Linked DNA regions of Zea mays: region 1 is linked to region 2. The links are chromatin contacts, called in public Hi-C maps. All regions are on one chromosome and are shown on one strand. The core of a region is the stretch at or near the end of the contact, and the rest is flanking DNA. Distances in the headings are between cores, read along the strand shown. Region 1 holds the start of LOC100284950 (30S ribosomal protein S1, chloroplastic-like). Region 2 holds the start of LOC100381906.

Evidence for each region. A called contact is a pair of places that touch in the nucleus more often than the background predicts.
Region 1: a contact with region 2 is called in a Hi-C map of tassel, with 4 times the contacts expected there. The contact joins the promoter of LOC100284950 here to the promoter of LOC100381906 in region 2. A contact is called at or near these places in 5 of 25 Hi-C or Micro-C datasets (ear, endosperm, leaf and 1 more).

The regions. Positions count from the first base shown.
Region 1 is chr1:304,696,760-304,699,938 of Zm-B73-REFERENCE-NAM-5.0, reverse strand. LOC100284950 (30S ribosomal protein S1, chloroplastic-like) reads left to right here and starts at 1,618. Exons shown (of 10, transcript NM_001374382.1): 1 at 1,618-1,983; 2 at 2,118-2,277; 3 at 2,394-2,455; 4 at 2,764-2,923; 5 at 3,005-3,125. The coding sequence starts at 1,780. It overlaps LOC100193073, which reads left to right. Exons shown (of 5, transcript NM_001326386.1): 3 at 12-61; 4 at 183-250; 5 at 365-1,301. The coding sequence ends at 1,015.
Region 2 is chr1:304,561,439-304,564,544 of Zm-B73-REFERENCE-NAM-5.0, reverse strand. It overlaps LOC100381906, which reads left to right and starts at 1,833. Exons shown (of 20, transcript NM_001361553.1): 1 at 1,833-2,381. The coding sequence starts at 1,983.

The DNA.
Region 1 (3,179 bases), core at 369-2,868, 140 kb before region 2:
CGTCCGTGCAGGCATGAGCTCCGCAACCTGGACCCCTTCCTCCTGCTCGACGAGTTCACAGGTACTACCACTCTATCTACGCCCAGATTTCCAGCCTTCTCGGATCATCCGAACTTTCCTGCTCGCCCGTCTATGGCTGTTTGTTGTTTGCGCCCTCACCTCTCTCTCGATTGGTGTCGCAGTCTACAAGCCCGCCGGGTTTCCCGACCACCCCCACAGAGGATTCGAGACCGTCACCTACATGCTCGAGGTTCGTTGCGTCTGCTCAACTCAATGCTTCGCTCCTCTTCTCTTCTGTTCAACGCACGCGAGCTGTTCGCTCAAACGTCCCCATCCTTGTGGTTCCGGTTATTGGCTGCTGCAGGGGGCATTCACCCACCAGGACTTCGCTGGGCACAAGGGCACCATCAAGACAGGGGACGTGCAGTGGATGACGGCGGGGCGAGGCATCGTGCACTCGGAGATGCCGGCGGGGGACGGCGTGCACAAGGGCCTGCAGCTCTGGATCAACCTCTCCTCCAAGGACAAGATGATCGAGCCGCGGTACCAGGAGCTGGAGAGCAAGGACATCAGCCGCGGGGAGAGCGAGGACGGCGGCGTGGAGGCCCGCGTCATTGCCGGGGAGGCCCTCGGCGCGGCGTCCCCCGTGTACACGCGCACCCCCACCATGTACGTGGACTTCACCATGCGTCCCGGGTCTCGCCTGCACCAGCCCGTCCCGGAGGGCTGGAACGCCTTCGTCTACGTCGTCGACGGCGAGGGCGTGTTCGGGCGGGAGACGGCCACGGCGCACTACTGCCTCGTCCTCGGCCCCGGCGACGGCGTCAGCGTGTGGAACAGGTCCACCAGGCCGCTGAGGTTCGTCCTCGTCGCCGGGCAGCCGCTCGGCGAGCCCGTGGTGCAGCACGGGCCCTTCGTCATGAACTCGCGCGCCCAGATTCAGAAGGCCATGGAGGACTACTACTATGGCAAGAACGGCTTCGAGAGGGCCGGACAGTGGAGCTCCTCCGCCTGATCGGCGAGGCGGGGAGCCGATGGCGCCAAATTAATCTCCCGTGCAAACTAAATATACTTTATTAAATTTGTTAGGGTGCTGAGTTTGACTATTTTTTAGCAACTACACTTGTATTGGTAGTATGTCATCTAGTATGGCGAATTGGATATTGTAATAAACAGTAAGGAAAATTGATAGTCTCAATAAACCATTGTATTTGTAGCATATGGAAAATTGTATATCAAGGCCATTTGTGGGTGATTGCTGTTTTCCAGTCTAAAGTATCAGTTATTTATGCGTGGAGACATTTGACCCTGTTTGGAACTTGGGCAATCGTTTAACCTGTTCGTTTGTTTTTTATAAAAAATAAACTGAAGTTTGATAAAAAAAATATTATGTATTTTTATAAAATTTATACGCTCCAACAACACAAACTAATAAAATAATTGGTAGATTTATGAGTGGAGACGCGGAACATGATATTGGCCTATTGGGCTCCGGACCTCCGAGTTGAACCTTCTAGTGGTACAAGTACAGTGGTGTACTCGTGTGGACAACATTGCTTCTCTCTCTCCCTCCAGAAGACGGGGGAGAATGTTGCCGAGCCACGTGGCAATCTATCTCACAGCCTGAATCAGAATCAGCCCGCGCCTCCCCTCCCACCTCCACTCGTTTCGCTCCTCTGAATCCCCCCCGGGCCCCGGCACGGAATTCCCCCCGGCACACCCCCCAAGGCCACCGGACGCCAGCAGCCCCGCCCCCGCCCACACCTACGTACGAGCGCAATGCTGGCGGCGTCCCTCAGGCCGGGGCCTTCGCTCGCGGCCTTCCCCGGTACCGCCCAGAGGAGCCCAGTTCCTTTCCTCCCCTTCCCTGCCCGCCTCCACCACCGGCCCGTCCTCCTCTCCGCGACCGCCGAGGGAACCGGCGCCCCCGCCGGCCAGGGAGACGCCTCGGCTGCCCCGCTCGACGAGGTGCGCCTGCCGCAGGTTCGTTTCCTGAGCGCTAGCTAGTAGCTACCCCCTTCTCGCGTGCTGGCTTCTGGACAACGCGGCTTGGCTGCTGCTCGATGAAATGCCAAAGTGAGGGACGATTGAGGAAGCTCGCTCCGTCTGTCCTGCAGTTCGCTGCGGACTGGGAATCCGCGCGCGCGTGCAAGGACCAGGGGAGGATCTTCTCGCTGCCGGTGCTGAGGGCCAACAGCGGCGGGCTCATCGTCAGGTTCAACTCCCTGCAGGGGTTCGTGCCCAACCCTCTCCTCAGCCCCGCGCACTGGTGTAAAGGTACTAGCGCTTTCCCTGTCTCTTCTGTTGTGCACGTTTCTGTGACCATCCTGTGGTTGCTACTTGCTAGTAGATACGACATACGAGGTAGTGTTTGATTGTAGCTAAGCTTGCAGACCCCAAAAGGCCCATCCAAGATGTTACGAAAGACCTAGTAGGAACGTCCATTTCTGTCAAGGTAACTGATTTCTCTCTGCCTTCTCAATTGCAGCTTCTGATTCTGTTGCACAGTTGTCTGTAGCTATTTTGTTGCAATATACTGTATGGATGTGCCAAAACTTCGATCCATATGTATTCTATATTTTTTATGTAATGTCCTGGCTCATATCACAGCTTCAATGATACCTATCGTTACTTCCAGCATCATAAAAGAAACATAGTGAAATGAACCCAACAAGTTCAATGATACATGCCTCACAAAATTACTCTGAAAATTGGATGAAATGGACCCAAGATTTATTAAGAAGCTGAATCTAACCGCTCTAGGTGGCTGAAGTGAATGAGGAGGAAAAGAAACTTGTCTTCTCTGAGAAGGATGCTAGTTGGTCAACATACTCTTCCCGAATAAAGATTGGCGACATCTATGATGGAATTGTGGGCTCAGTGTTCCACTATGGTGCATTTGTTCACCTGCGATTTCCTGATGGTACTTGTTGGCATGTGGCAACACATTTTCTTGGCTAGATATTCAATGTGGAGTTTCTGACAACAGCTACAAACTCTATAGGATTATATCATCTTACTGGCCTTGTACATATCTCGGAGGTGTCTTGGGATCTTGTCCAAGACGTCAAGGATTTTCTAAACGAAGGGGATGCTGTCAAGGTCATAGTTGTGAACATTGATATGTGAGTACTTTGTAGGACCCTTACAGAGCTCTGCGCACAATTGTTAATATGTAC
Region 2 (3,106 bases), core at 584-3,083:
CGCACGCGGGGAGCCATCATTACTTGTTACCGGGGCGAGCCAGATGGGACGCCGGTCTTGTTCCCTCGTAGCCTGAGCTAGCTAGGGGTAAGGCAATGATGTATCCCTCGTGGCGCGGTCGGTCCGAGCCCAAGGTCGGGCGAGGCGGAGACTTCTCCTGAGGCCGAGGCCGGGGTCGGGCGAGGACGCGATTCCTCCCGAGGCCGAGGTTGAGGTCAGGCCCTGGGGTCGGGCGAGGCGGAGACCTCCTTCCGAGGCCGAGGCCTAAGGTCGGGCGAGGCAGAGCTTCCTGTTGCGCCCGAGGCTGAACTTGGCTGTTGTCAGCCTCACCCTGGAGGGTGGCACAGCAGTCGGAGCGGGGCGAGCAGCGCTGTTTTCCTGTCAGGTCGGTCAGTGAAAGGGCGAAGTGACTGCGGTCACTTCGACCTTGCCGACTGAGGCACGCGTGTCAGGATAAGGTGTCAGGTGATCCCCGCATTGAATGCGCCTACGATACGGTCGGTTGGTGAGACAATTTGGTCAAGGTTGCTTCACAACGAAGCCTGCCCGAGCTGGGCTTCGGGCGAGTCGAGGGTGCGCCCCTCGCCTGAGGAGGCCCTCGGGCGAGACGTGAATTCGTACGGGACTACTGTTCCCACCCGAGGTCAGGCTCGGGCGAGGCGAGATCGCGTCCCTTGGTAGACGAGGCCTTGACCTGAACCGCGCCCATCAGTCTTTGCGGTTTGTGCTGATGGTGGTTACCAGCCGTGTTTAGGAGTGTTGGGGGTATCCCTAATTACGATACCCGACAAAACTTCTTAATCCGGACCCACATGCCATATGTTAGCAGGTTTTCCTATCGGGTAGCGGTATGGGACAAGAGAGAACATACCCATACCTATCATACCCGATGTATATAACAATTGATCCAATTAATGCCCATATGTATCAAAATTCACTATACCTGTGTCCTAACAGGATTTTTACCTATCGGGTACCAGGTATTAGATATCCATTGCCATCCCTAAAGTAATACACAACAAAGAATGGATGCCAAATAGCTTGCTAGCTATAATGGGTCTGTTTGTTTCGGCTTTTTTCTAAGAAGCTTTTCTGAGGATGTGGCAATCTGGCTGTGAGGAGAATCTGAGTATCGTGAAAATTACGTATGGAGGGAGATAAAGGAATTCATAGCAGAGGCGAATGGCCTATTATGGCTTATTATAGCCTGAGCCATACCCTCTTTGAAAACAAAATTAATCAATACGTAGCCCAATTCTCACAAGACCACAACTCCACGTCTCCACCAGTCCACCCCAAGCAGCCGACATCCCTCAGTAGCCAGTCTCTCACACGTCGCCATGGCGTCACCCGTCGTTGTGACAATAAACCTTCAGCAGTTCAGCTTCGCCATTCGCCCATGGCTGGCCAGTTCGATAATCCCAGCCACATCCTGTTGTCCTCTCGATCCCCGCCCTCTTCCGCCAATCAGCCTCGACCGCATCACGCAGACCTAAGTCCAACAAAGCTCTAGCCTCCACCGCCCACCCACCGAACATCAGCTTCCGGTCTCCACTCGCAGCCATCGGTCTCTGCCCTTCGCCCATCTGACCTAGTTGCTTAGAGCCATACAAAAGGAGTTTTTGTCCATCGTCACTGGTTCTTAGGGTTTAGAAGCTAGAAAGTGACATATTTCTACTTTCATGATGACTCACCGATTTTTTATTCACATTGATTTTATATAGTTATCATTCTCACAAAAGCTGACTTAAAAACTAGGTATTTGGTAGTAAGAGGCTGGCCTGTTGGAAACTAGGTATTTGGTAGTAAGAGGCTGGCCTGTTGGAGTCAGCCAAAGTGCTGCTGCACTTCAAGAGTCAGCCAAAAGAGCTGCTTCACTCTGGGTGTTGTTCTCTAGGGTTTTCTGTAGCCGACCTAGGCCACGCAAAGTCCAAAACCCAGAGCCATCGCTGCCGCCTCGGTCGCGATTCCTAAAGGCGGCGATGGCCATGACGCGGCGTTCTGCTTCCCATCTCCTATCCGCCTTCCGGCCCTTCTCCCTCCTCCTCCAGCCGCACCTCGTCGACTCTTCGCCGGCGGCCGCGTCGGCGAGGCGGGCGATGTCGTCGGCGTCGGCCCTGCGTGCACGGGACGAGAAGGATGTGGCGCGGTGGCGGGAGTCGATGGGCCGGATGCGGAATATCGGTATCTCCGCGCACATCGACTCCGGGAAGACGACGCTCACAGAGCGAGTCCTCTACTACACGGGTCGGATCCACGAGATTCACGAGGTGCGCGGCCGTGACGGCGTCGGTGCTAAGATGGACTCCATGGACCTAGAGCGCGAAAAGGGGATCACCATTCAGTCTGCTGCCACCTACTGCACCTGGAAGGATTACCAGGTCCGTTTGTTTTTGCTCAGCCTCTCTTTATTTGTTTGTTCTGATTGATCGATCCGTTTCCCTTTGTTATAGACCCCGGATGGTTGTGATTTCGTTGTTGTTGTTGTTGTTGTTATTATTATTATTATTATTATTATTATTATTATTATTATTATTATTATTATTATTATTATTATTATTTGAAGGTAAATGGCAAAGTGTGTAGAGGGAGGTTGAAAAAAAAGAAGAATATAAGAGAACAAGCTATTCTATTTATAGAATAGATAGATGCGGGCCAAAGTGAGGAATGTATGATTGTAACATGGGAAATGGGGAACTGAGAATTATCAAGGCCACGGGCACACTGCAGTAAAAAATAGTGACAGGTAGGGGAGTAATATAGGAACATCTGATGTTGTACCCTGTGACTGCCGACGATCGCCGGGGCGTGAGGAGTTTGAGATAGTATGCAGGACGATAACAAGAAGAGGAAAGCTTCCTCTGTTCACGATCTGCATTGCCAAATTGTGAATAGTTCTCTTTGTTACAGCGTGGGCTTCTGGCCATGGGCCCCATATGTCATAGAATAGAAATTACACTCTACTGAGTAAATGCATCTCGCTTTTGAACATGCCTTCTGCGGTGGCACCATCTTCACTTGGTTGACCTAGCAATCATGTCAGCTAAGCAGTGAGCTAACACTGTAGTGTCTTTTGGAAACTTGCCTAAAACTAACAAGAGTGACC